2 separate regions of the Mus musculus genome follow, and region 1 is linked to region 2. A link is a contact called in public HiChIP or PLAC-seq data. All regions are on one chromosome and are shown on one strand. The core of a region is the stretch at or near the end of the contact, and the rest is flanking DNA. Distances in the headings are between cores, read along the strand shown.

Region 1 (6,049 bases), core at 1,347-3,846, 510 kb after region 2:
CTAGCATACCTTGCATACATAGCAGGACAGATTATAGATCAAAGGTTTTATGGCTTTGTTGCTATTTACATTGCTCCTTTAGTAGCATATAAATTACCTTCTGGTATCTTTTTTTAATTAATTCATTTTTTACAACACATATTCCATGCCCCACCCCACCCCCATCCATACTCTGACTGCTCCACATCCTACACCTCTTCCCCACAACCCCTGTCTCCATGTGGATGCCCACACCCCCCACCTCACATAATCTCTAAACTCCCTGGGGCCTACAGCCCCTTGAGGGTTAGGTGCATCATGTCTGAATGAACACAGACACAAAAGTCCTCTACTGTATGTGTGTTGGGGGCCTCATATCAACTCTCATATGCTGTCTGTTTGTTGGTCCAGTGTTTGAGAGATCTTGGGGGTCCATATTAAATGAGATTGCTAGTCCTCCTACAGAAATGCCCTTCTCCTCAGCTTCTTTCAGCTTTCCCTAATTCAACCACAGGGGTCAGCTGCTTCTTTCCATTGGTTGGGTGCAAATAATTGCATCTGACTCTTTTAGCTGCTTGTTGGGTCTTTCGAAGGCCAGTCATGATAGGTCCCGTTTTGTGAGTTCTCCATAGCCTCAGTAATAGTGTCAGGCCTTGGGACCGCCCTTTGAGCTGGATGCCACCTTGGGCCTGTCACTGGACTTTCTTTTCTTCAGGCTCCTCTCCATTTCAACCCCTGTAATTCTTTCATACAGGATTTTTTTTAGATTTATGTATTTATTATATATCAGTACACTGTAGCTGTCTTCAGTCATACACCAGAAGAGGACTTTGAGTCCCATTACAGATGGTTTTGAGCCACCATGTGGTTGCTGGGATTTGAACTCAGGACCTCTGAAAGAGCAGTCAGTGCTCTTAACCACTGAGCCATCTCTCCAACAGGAAGAATTATGGATTGGAGATGTGACTCTGGGATGGCAACCCTATCCCTCACTTGATACCCTGTCTTCCTGATGGAGTAGACTCTATAAGTTTCCTCTCCCCACTGTCTGGCATTTCTTCTAAGGTCCCTCCCTTTGATTCCTGAGAGTCTCTCACCTCCCATGTCTTTGGTGCATTCTGGAGCCCCTCACCAACCTCCTATTTCCTGAGGTTGCCTATTTCCATTCTTTCTCCTGGCCTTCAGGGATCCGGTCCTTTTCCCTCATCCAATACTAGACCAGGTAACCTGACCTTCTGGTATCTTATAATCTAAGAACTGTATAGAATTCTTATATAGAAGAATATCACGATAAATTAAATAAAATGAATGCATAGTTTGATAAATCACACCTAACAGTCATATTGTTTCTGTTTCTAGCTTACTGTGGTACAGACAACAACTGAGCACAGAAAACACCTCAGCACAGTGGCTATAGTAGAATGGACCAACAGATACAAACTGTTATTGCTATTATCACTTGTATAGTTATCATCTAAGACTAAAGTTATTGTGACTAGAGCCAATATTTGTATCATCTCAGTTCTAAATAGTCTTCCACAGAGATATCTACAAGGAAGGACCTAGCTATGCTCAGAAAGAAGAGAGAATGCACATTACAGTTATTCAAATTCTTGATAAGCAGTTCAAAAAAGTCACATGTATCTGCATTAGAGGAAAAAAATACTTTGCGGGCAGGGGCTTTGTGATAGATGAACTTGAAGCAGCTTTAGTAACTTTGCTATTTAATGAAACCTTAGCTACATATCAATTGGTTTCAAAATAAACCCCTAGAACTATGGAGTGTAGACATACTTAAATATTCTTTTTGCTTCTTGGGCATTAACTCATTGACCATCTTCTGGAAAGTATTAGAATGTAAGTGTCGACATTTTGTCTCTTATGCAATTCATTTAACTGTCTGTTCAGCCACCTACACATTTTGTCATTTAGATGAAAATTAAATGTGAATTGATGAGTAAAACTTTATGTATACATTTTTTCACTAAGTAGGAGACACAAAATCTTAAAGATCAATTCTACCACACATTAAAATATTCAGACATCTTTTTTTAATTCAAGGAAAATGTCATTTCCTATAGAAAATTCATGCAGCCAATGTTCATTTAAAAACTAAAATTTAAATCGTGGAAGGGATAAGCCACTCCTGTTAGAGAAACAGATACACTGTAGATCTCAACCTCTCCTCTGCTTTTCCAGATGTAATGCCCCAGTCTTATCCCCAGATCTACAGCAGAAAACCTGAGCAGCCTCTTCCTATCTCTAGCACATCCCAATGGTCGAACCCTCCTAGCCTCTCTCCCCCAACTCATTTCATTATCCCAGGAACCTTCATCCCCCAATCCAGCAGGTCCCAAGAACCCATAGGCCACTCTGCCCAGGGACGGAGGAAGTCTAAGTACAAATCTTTACTTCCTCCTCTGCTCCTCCAAATCCAATCCCTAAGTCTTATCCCCAGCTGTGAAGCAGAGCGTCCTCCCTTCTCCACTAGCACCAGTCTTCAGTGACTTACACAGACCTTCCCCTCCAAGCTTCCTTTCCCCACCTAGTGCTTTCTCCCAGGCCCAACTCTGGCAGTTACTACTAAGAAACCCACAGAATGCTCTCCCCAGGGAAGCAAGCCAGTAGGCTAGCAGCCTATTTTCAGTTCTCCCTCTATTCCTCCAAGTCCAGTCTCTGAGTCTGGTTCCTGCTCTGTAGCACATCTTTGCTGTGGACTGGCCTCAGTCGGTCCCCTCAATCCGCAGGAGAAATCAGGGTCCCAGTACAAGTAGGCAGGGAGTCAGCAAAAAGGTGGCAAACAGACACAGACACAAGGGAGTGTTGTACCTGAATGTAATGTTTCATAGTGAGCGCCAGTCTTATAATACAGAAGAAAAACAACTAAGCTAGGAGAATACATCCACCAAGGTACATCGAGATGCATAATGGTTCTTTACACAAAACAAAGAAAATGCATACAATAAAAATCTGGGGGAGCCAGGCAGTGTTTACAACTGAGATAGGAACAGCCCTTATCTAAAATCAGCTAAACACAGGAGCCAGGTGAATGGTCTGATGCAATGCTAGTCTATTGTTAAATCCACCACCAGGGGTCCCTTAGTAAATACCTAATTGTGCTATTCCTCTGGGCCTAGTGAAAAAAACATGCAACAGGGGAATTCCGTTCTACTAACCCTTTCATGAATAATACAATCCTTTAGTTGTTCCTAAAACCACAACCCACCTTCTTCCTAGGCCATTGTAAATTCCTGTGTATGGGAGTGACTTGGCTATTGTTCTAAGTATTTAATATGTAGACTAGCCCTGAGATTTCTAGCTCTACTCAAGTAAATTGTAATGCCTGATTACTTTCACTGTCTCTATTAGAGGTAAATTTGAATGTTACTGAATAGGTAACATTCTTACTGAATTCCAAGCTTAGGGTCAGCTCAAGGACTGCCTAAGACATTGGAACACTGGTAGAAGCTAATCTAACTTAGCTATATGTCAAAATCAATTTTTAAAGGCACTTACAATAAAATAATACTGAAAGAGAGCAGACAGATCCATACACCTGACTAACACGGGGACAGGTTTGGAGCATATGTGCTATGGGAATGCCAAGGTTCCAGGAGGCTAAGTTTCTGTGAAACTCTTTGCCTCGGGACTGCATCTAGGCTTTTAGGCGTGTCACGCATACTTCACTGAAGTGGGTGTTGCGTGTCTTCAAGTGTGAATTTTGCTCATTTTCTGCCCCCCCCTTCCCATGGAAATAACTAAGTAAATCATGGTATAACACCCCGATTCCCTCCTTCTGTAACTCCATCCATGCCTATTTTGTTCCCCCTCTAAGGATTCTGAGCTTCTGGGCTAATAGCCACTTATCATTGAGTATATACCATATGTGTTCTTTTGTGATTGGGTTACCCTAACCCTCCTTCTTGTGAACCCCTTCAGTACCCCTAGCCAATTTCTATCCCTATGTGTCATGTCCCAATACCCAGAAACATATTTTACCTAGACCTTCCAGTATCTATACCTATAAGGACGTCCTAAGATTTTTCTACCAGGCAGCACACGGCCACCACACTCTTGTAAGAACCCGAGAGGAAATAGAAAGCAAGGATTAAAACACATAACCAACAGCAACAGAACAGTATCAGTACATACAAATATAATCTTCTCAATCAAAGACAACTAAACACCATTACAGCTTAAATCACATATCTCATATACTAATAGTTGGAGACTTCAATACTCAGCTCTTGCCAGTAAAAAGATCATCCAGACAAAAGCTAAACAAAGAAATGTGAGTGCTAACCAAAGGTATAAACCAAATGGATCTAACTGATATTTACAGAATATTTCACTAAAATACAAAAGAAATTTACATATTTCTCAGCAAGACATGGGACTGTCTCCAAAATTAAACACATATTCAGACACAAAGAAAGTTTTAACACAGACAAGAAAATCAAAATAGCATAGTGCATCCTATCTGGCCATCAAAGACCAAAGGTGCATAGCAGCTACAACAGAAACAACAGAAAGTGAACAAACTCATAGGACAAAAAAAGAATCAAGACATAAATTAACAAAAATTTACAGCCTCTCTAGAACTGAGTGAAAATAACTACACAGGATACCCAAACTTATGGGATATAATAAAAGCTTTTCTAAGAAGCAAGTTCATAGCACTAAGTGCCTACATTAAAAACAACTCATGAGATCTTATATTAGCAAGTTAACTGCATACATAAAACCTCTAAAACAAAGACTAAGTCATACCCAAAAGGAGTTGATGGCAATAAAAAAATAAATAAAAATCAAAATCAGGGCTAACTTCAATAAGACAAAAATAAATAAAAATTACAAAGAACCAATATAACAAAGAGTTTTTTCCTTTGATTTAATAAAATTAAGCTAGACCATCCCTTATTCAAATTAAGTAAGAAGTCAATGGAAAATATCCAAATTAATATAATTAGAACTAAAAAGGGGGACATTACAATGGACAGCAAAAAATTCAGAGAATCATAAGGACATAGTTTAAAACCTGTACTCCACCAAATTGAAAAATCTAAAAGAAATAGATAATTTTCTATTAAGAGTAAAATCATGAGCAGGTTAGCAATTTAAACAGACCTCTAAGCTAATGAAATAGAAGCAGTCTTTAAAAGTCTCCCAACCAGAAAAATCTGAGCCAGATGGTTTTAGCCCAGAATTCTGTCAGACTTTTTTTTTTAAAAGGTTAATACCAATTCTCAGAAAATTATTTTATAAAATTGAAAGAGAAAGAGTATTGTCCAATTCAAATTACAAGGCCATCATCCCCCCTCACAACCAAACAACATAAAGATTCAAAAAAGAAAGAGAACTATAGATAAATCTCCTTATGAACATCAATTAAATTTTTTAATAAAGTGCTTGCAAGCCAAATCCAAGAACACTCCAGAAAGATCAGCCACCATGATTAAATAGACTTCATTCCATAAATGCTGGGATGGTCCAACATACAAAAATCAGTAAATATTATCTGACATATAAGCAAAAAGAAAGAAAAAAAACCACATGACCCATATGATGAGATGTAGGAAAGGCTTTAACAAAATCCAGCACCTCTTTGTGGGAAAAGTCCTGGAAAGACTAGAGATATAAGTGACATACCTCAACAAAATAAAGGCAGTGTTTACAACAAGCCTAAAGTCAGCATCAATATAAATCAAGAGAAACACAAAGCAATTTCACTAAAATTAGAAATGAGACCAAGGCTCTCCATTTTTTCTATACTTATTTAATGTACTACATGAAAGTCTTATCTAGAGTAATAAAACAACTTAAAAAGATCAAAGGAAAGGAAGAAGTCAAAGTATCTTAACGTGAAGATGAAATGATAGTACACATAAGAGAGCAAAAAGTTCCACCAAGGAAATTCTATAGCAGACAAACATTTTCAGCAAAATAGCCAAATATAAAATCAAAGAAATCAAAGAAACAACATTTTTTACAATAGCATTAAACAATCTAAAATATCTTGGGGTAAATCTAACAAAGCAAGTAAAGACTTATAAAATAAAAACTTCAAGTC
Region 2 (5,845 bases), core at 3,220-5,719:
CTGGCTTTTTATTTCATCTTTTGCCTTATAGGTCCCTAAAAATTATGTTTTTGGGGGGACCAGGCAAATGAAAGAGACAGGGAATGTGACTTGAACTCAAAGGAGAAAGTTATGATGGTTAGTGAAAAGAGATTAATTCGCACCTATATCTAAAAGTCATTTCAAAGTCCATTTCCTGTTTCAATAAGTTCATTTGCCATACTTTCCAAGATTGCCAGTTTTCTTCTGAGATATGTGCTTCCCAGAATGATGTGACCTTACACCTCACCGGGCAGCACTTTTTCATTGCTTCACACTTGCTTTGATAATACATGTGTGTGTTACGTGAAATTTTCAATTCTATACTATTTTTACAATACAGCCCTTCATTTGTAGACTATTTCAATCAAGTAAAGTAGCTGCTGACAGACCAGAGCAGTACCATACATATTTTAATATATTATAATATATACTTAATATTTTATAATACATATAAATAGTATATATATTATAAACAAGGAGATTTAGAGCATAGAGAATTTAGGATTTTGTGTAACTGACTAAATAGCTGAGTTTCATTTCAGCTTCCTGGCCCTGATTTCTAAAATGAAAACCTTCCAGGCTCTCTAATGTATGATATGTATGATAATGTATGATCCCATGGGTTTCTGGCTCCACCATCAGGAGTGTGACCTTTGTTCTGTGGTTACAGTTATTTCTTCCACATACAAGCACCGTAACAAGTTAATATTTTTCTGGTTTGAAAGTTTATTTAACACTTTTGTCCCAATGGCATCCGAATTCAGCACTTACCATATTTTGTTACTTTTGATTTATAGCTCACTCCTCAGCCTCCACTGAACTTTTCATTAGGTCACAGATAAAACAAACTGTAGAAGCATTACAAGACAAGTGTTGGCTTGTAGTATTGTCTTTAAATCGCTTACAGGGTTTGAAACTGGAGAATTTGTTTTCAGTGGGGAATTTGGTTAAACCAGAATGATAGCTGTCTAAAAATTCTTGTTGGTTTTAAATGTAAGCCAAATAATACATACAATCTTCAACTGCTTAAGTTATGAGGTCAAAGTGGACATAATAAAATTGGATTCCTCAGTCCATCATATCCTGTCATCTATCAGTTTCTTTTAGTTTTTGAGATTACAACATCATTATTTTATTTCCTCAATCAATTTCTTCCCCTAAACTCTCATATATATCCTTTCTTGCTCTATTTCAAATTCATGACCTTTTATTTCATTAAGTGTTGTGCTCTAGCTAGCTAGCTAGCTATCATCCATCTATCTCCCTAAATACATAAAGTCAACCTGCCCAGTCTGTATAACCTTACTTGCACATATGTCTTCAGGGCTGGCTGTTTGGATAAACAATTTGTATGCTCCTCTCTGGGGATGTCTATTTCTCCACTGTCAGTCAGCATTTCTTCGTGGCCTGAACAGTTTGTCTAGGGTTGAGACCTTGAGGACTTTCCCATCCTCCTTGAGAAGTGTTCTTTCAATGTCCTTTCCCAAGTCTATTTCAACAAATAATTCAATTTTATAGCCATTTCATGATACATATATATATATATATATATATATATACAGGTCACTAGCAGTTTACAGTAGAGAATCTGGAGCCCAAAGAACAATTCTCCAAAACAATTTTTCTAGGGATTCAGGAGCTGCATTTGATGTTCGGGTTGAGGTGTCTAGGGAATCCGCTATTAGCTACTGAATTACACTTCCTACAACATAACTGCATGCACAGATAGTGAGAGGAAGTACAAATATTCATTGTCTTCTACATGAAGGGGCTTCTTGGCCAAGCTCTGAAACTACAGCGTATGCTCCTATTTCAAGGGAAAAAGTAAATATTTCTACATATTATAAAGTTGTCTGTCCCCAACACATATAGAGCAGAGGACTGCCTGGTCTGGCCTCAGTGAGAGAAGAGGCACCTAACTGTTGAGAAACTTGAAGCCCCAGGGAGTGGGGAGGCCTAGTGGCATGGGGGATGAGGGCATTCTCTTGGAGTCAGGGGTGGGGTGGGGGCTGGGGAGGAGGTATGGGGAGGAGAGCAGTGGGGGGGGGCAGAACAGGAGAGGTATAAAGTCTGTACTGTAAAAAAAAAGATTAAGGAATAAAAATAAATTAATTAAAAAACAAAATTATCTGTCAAGAGTCAGGATAACAGTACTTCATACCCATGGGCCATGAGATTGGTTTTATAAAAGAACTTTCCATTTTTGTTCAAGAAGTATACACACTGAGATGAAATTTCTAATTCTCCTTTACAGATAGATCTTCAGGCTTCCTCCATATTCCCAAGGCTCTATGTTTCTCATTGTTTCCTTTTATTAGTATACAAATAAAATGTATGCTGATTCATAATGAGGCAGCACAATTGAGCGTCAGCGAGTGAATCCTTGTTTACTTGGTGTCCCGACATAACAAAGTGGAAACACAGCACACAGCCTTGATGGAGTTTACCCACGCCTCTAGTAAATTTTGGACCGAAAATGAAAGAAAAAAAAAAAGCCACTTACTTTAACTCCCGTGAGTTTAATATTTTCATATTTTCTTTACTAAGAAAATAAGGCATGTCCGATATGGATGTATCTCAATGGGAAAAGCCTCCTCGTTTAAATTACACCTTTGCTTTTCCTTTGTCCTTTTATCTCTCCAGGTTGTAGGTAATCCAAGGGTTAAAGTGAAAGGCAATTTCAGAACCCAGGGCATTGCAAAGAAGACAGGGATGCGGTGTCTCTAGCTGTACAGTGAGCTCCTGCAGGGGCACCTTGGCAGCCTTCCATCATTTTCTTGGGCAGTCTCTCAGGTCTCCACATCTTTTATTTGGTTTCTGATAAGTACTCCCTCAAATGTTTTTGGTTCGCTAGTACCTAAGAGAGGGGAAGTAATTGTACCTAAAACAGTGGGCCGGAAACCAATACAATGGTTTGCAATGGGGTTGCAAAAGGAAAGAGCCTTAGGCTAGATCCTGCACCTCCATAGGTTCTCTTGCTTGAGGAAGTATTTAAAACACCTGCATTCCCTTAGGTAGACCTCCTCACACTCCATTCTGTTCTCATCTCTATTAGTTCTAGCTACAAATGGATTCCAGCCTCTGTCAATTCTGTTCTTGTCCACTTTAAATCCTTACTTATTTAAAACTAATGCAAGCCTATTAGATTTGATCAGGGAGCTAAGAATTTGTACTCATGGGTACTTAAAGTTCTGCCTCCCTTAAGTAGCAAATATATAGAAGGAAAATAAAATCTGGCCTTTTGCAATCTCAGCCGCAGGACTTGGGTTCCCAGCAAACAAGTCAACTTACAGCCTGGATCGGAAACTCCCAGACTTACTGCGGGGAGAAGAGGGGGTTTTCCAATGATCTGTCCTTTAGGGTTTAAAAGCGCATCCTGGGAGCGACTCTTTCATTCTCCATGAAGTTCTGAGCTGCGAGAGCCCAGCAACGCCCTGAACCCAGGCAGCCTGTGAGTAACTGCACAGCCAGGAAGCCAGGAAGGGCTGCATTGAAGAGGTACTGGCTAGGGACAAAGTGGCTGAAAACCACTGACTACTGAGTCTTGACTGCAGGGGGCCACCGCGTCGCGGCTCCCGCACTGAAGCTCTGGGTCTGGGGATCTGAAAACCGCCTCGGGAACTGTTCCTCCCCGCCCGCCAGGGTTGTACGCCCAGGTGCCAATGGTTCTGGGCAACCGAGCTCAGCGCGGGTAGTGGCTGACCATGGGAGAGGCCAAGCTCTCAGCCTGTCCAAAGTGCAAGGCCGGGCTATTCCCGGACGTGCGGAGGCGCGGGGGCGGGTGGCACCTCCCGGACTGTCCCAGAGTCCCCGGCGCGCTAGGCGCACCTACTTGTGCGCACCAGAGAGCAGCGCTTACCATGGAACATGGTCTGCGGGAGGTGGGTGTAGTCATGATGACTGGGACTGCAGCAGGAGCCGGCTCTCACCACCCATAATCACTCCCAGGACCCCGGTCATCCACCGGGTGGCCGCAAACCGGTGCTGGGCAGGGCAGTTCAGGCAGCTGACTCCTCTCACCCACGCCACGCCTGGTCCATCCATCCCAAGAGGGGCCGCATGCATCACCGGCCACCCAGGCGCTCTGGCTTTGCCATAACTTCCGTAGGATCTGCCGGCAGACTAAGCAGGGTACTTTCAGTTTCTACTTTGCGCTGGGTCTTCAGGTTCAATGTTTGGGTTTATACCCTCAGCGTCTTCCCCAGTCACCTGGACCAGGATCAGTGGTTGCTGCGAATTGAAAGTAGCTCAGGAGAAGCCAGCTGGCCTTCTGGATCAGAAAGATTCGGCTAATAGGCTTTTCAAATGACTTCTAACCTCTCTGGCAACTCTGTGAGACTGGGAGCTAAAACCGCTGGTTACTAATATGTCCACAGAAGCCACAAATGTGCAGCAGAGAAAGCTCGCTATTGCAAGTCAGTTCCACTGAGGAGGCGTCGCTGCTTCTGCTGCCGCCGATGTAAGTCATCTTAAAAAAAAAAAAAAAAAAAAGGAAGTGAAGGATGATTAAGAGGGTCACGCCCTCTGCCCCTCTAGGTTCTCTAGTTTGTTTTTTTTTTTTTTTTCCTCCCTGTCATCTGTGCAATGCACCTGCTCAGGTAGGACTTTAAGAACAAATAATTCTTGTGAGTCCATCCAGTCTAGTATGTAAGTGGTAGCTTCAGAAAACCAAAACTCGTATTAGTTGGGGGCACATAGAAGTTCTGCATAGTAACTATCTCCCACAGTTATCTCCTGACATAGCTAATCACCATTGTGATTGTTTCATTAAAGTGTTTTGTTTTGTTTTAATAATAGGCCTGAATTACCGAGGGGATTCCTGATTTAGTGTTGTTTCTTATAATCAGGAGAAACACTGCTTAGGTGAAGGCAGGTTGTGCAAACCAGTAACAAGAGAGATCTGAGATCAGGACCATATCTCTCATATATCTAGTATTTGCTCTATGCCAGGACTCTTGGTCAGGAATTTACATGTATTTTGGCATCTGGAGTTTTCTGCCGAGGCAATCTGTTTTCTTATCTGCAGTTGAAAGATACACATGGGAACAGAGGCTTCCTTAAGTAACAGAGCTAAGTTCACGTGGCTGAATTTGGATAAAAAACACCTGCAGGCTGGCTTCAAAGAGTCTGCTTGGAATCTCTTGTGGAAGAGAACCTTGTAAATAATGGAGGATACAGTAGACTAAGAAGACGCCCTAGGGTGGTGGGTGTGCTCTTAACGCTCTGGGGAACCTCAGAAAGGGGTCTGGAGCTGGCGGTTCCTAATCGGACATCAGGACACGAGCTTCAGATTCTGTCTGTTAACAGTGAAAAGAGGCAGAGAGGTACTGTTTGTGCATTTAGAGTGTGGACCATAGGAGTTCTAACTGGGCACTGGCCTGTGGACTCTGCAGGGACTCTCACTTTCCACATTCAATGTAAAACCTGTTGTCTTAGTGCACTTCCAAAATAAATCCTACCCGGTGCCTGCAGGGCTGTTTAAACACCTCTCTGTTGTCTCTCTTGTTGTCATCCTGCTCAAAGCATCAGGAGATTTGACAGTACTTGTTATCTTCACTGCAGCCCTGGTCTCCAGACAGCTCCCATCCACAGAGAAGGGCTATCTAGAATAGGATTAGGCTCCAGCGTTGCAGTATGACAGGATGGAAGAGAGCTACTGTGGTGAGAAAGCATTTCAACGATGGAACATGGAAAAATGTCCACCAAAAAAAAAAAAAAAAAAAAAAAAAAAAGGAAAGAGAGGAAAGAGAAAGAAAACAGGGAATTGCTGGCAAATGAAATCAGGAAACTGAGCCTCTCAGGCACACATTTCCAAAAATGTCAT

What was found. HiChIP or PLAC-seq counts read pairs in DNA pulled down with a chosen protein or histone mark.
Region 1: an H3K27ac HiChIP or PLAC-seq map of embryonic stem cells shows a contact between it and region 2, with 7 times the contacts expected there. The contact joins the enhancer-like site here to the promoter of Il7 in region 2. A contact is called at or near these places in 4 of 39 promoter capture datasets (embryonic stem cells, liver, second pharyngeal arch cranial neural crest and 1 more), 4 of 115 datasets of contacts at active chromatin or transcription factors (all in embryonic stem cells) and 2 of 9 other capture datasets (embryonic stem cells and liver).

What each region holds. Positions count from the first base shown.
Region 1 is chr3:8,120,740-8,126,788 of GRCm38.p6, forward strand. No RefSeq gene overlaps it. Among named protein-coding and RNA genes, the nearest start is that of 1700010I02Rik, 170 kb to the left of the region's middle. Within about 2 kb of position 2,597, at least 22 of the 459 cell types and tissues checked have an H3K27ac peak or open chromatin away from gene starts, as enhancers often do. A contact at or near this core is called in embryonic stem cells and stem cell-derived epiblast-like cells, where this site is marked.
Region 2 is chr3:7,609,291-7,615,135 of GRCm38.p6, forward strand. It overlaps Il7 (interleukin 7), which reads right to left and starts at 4,470. Exons shown (of 5, transcript NM_008371.5): 1 at 3,881-4,470. The coding sequence starts at 3,890. Gm16685 (predicted gene, 16685) reads left to right here and starts at 3,415. Exons shown (of 3, transcript NR_168341.1): 1 at 3,415-3,519.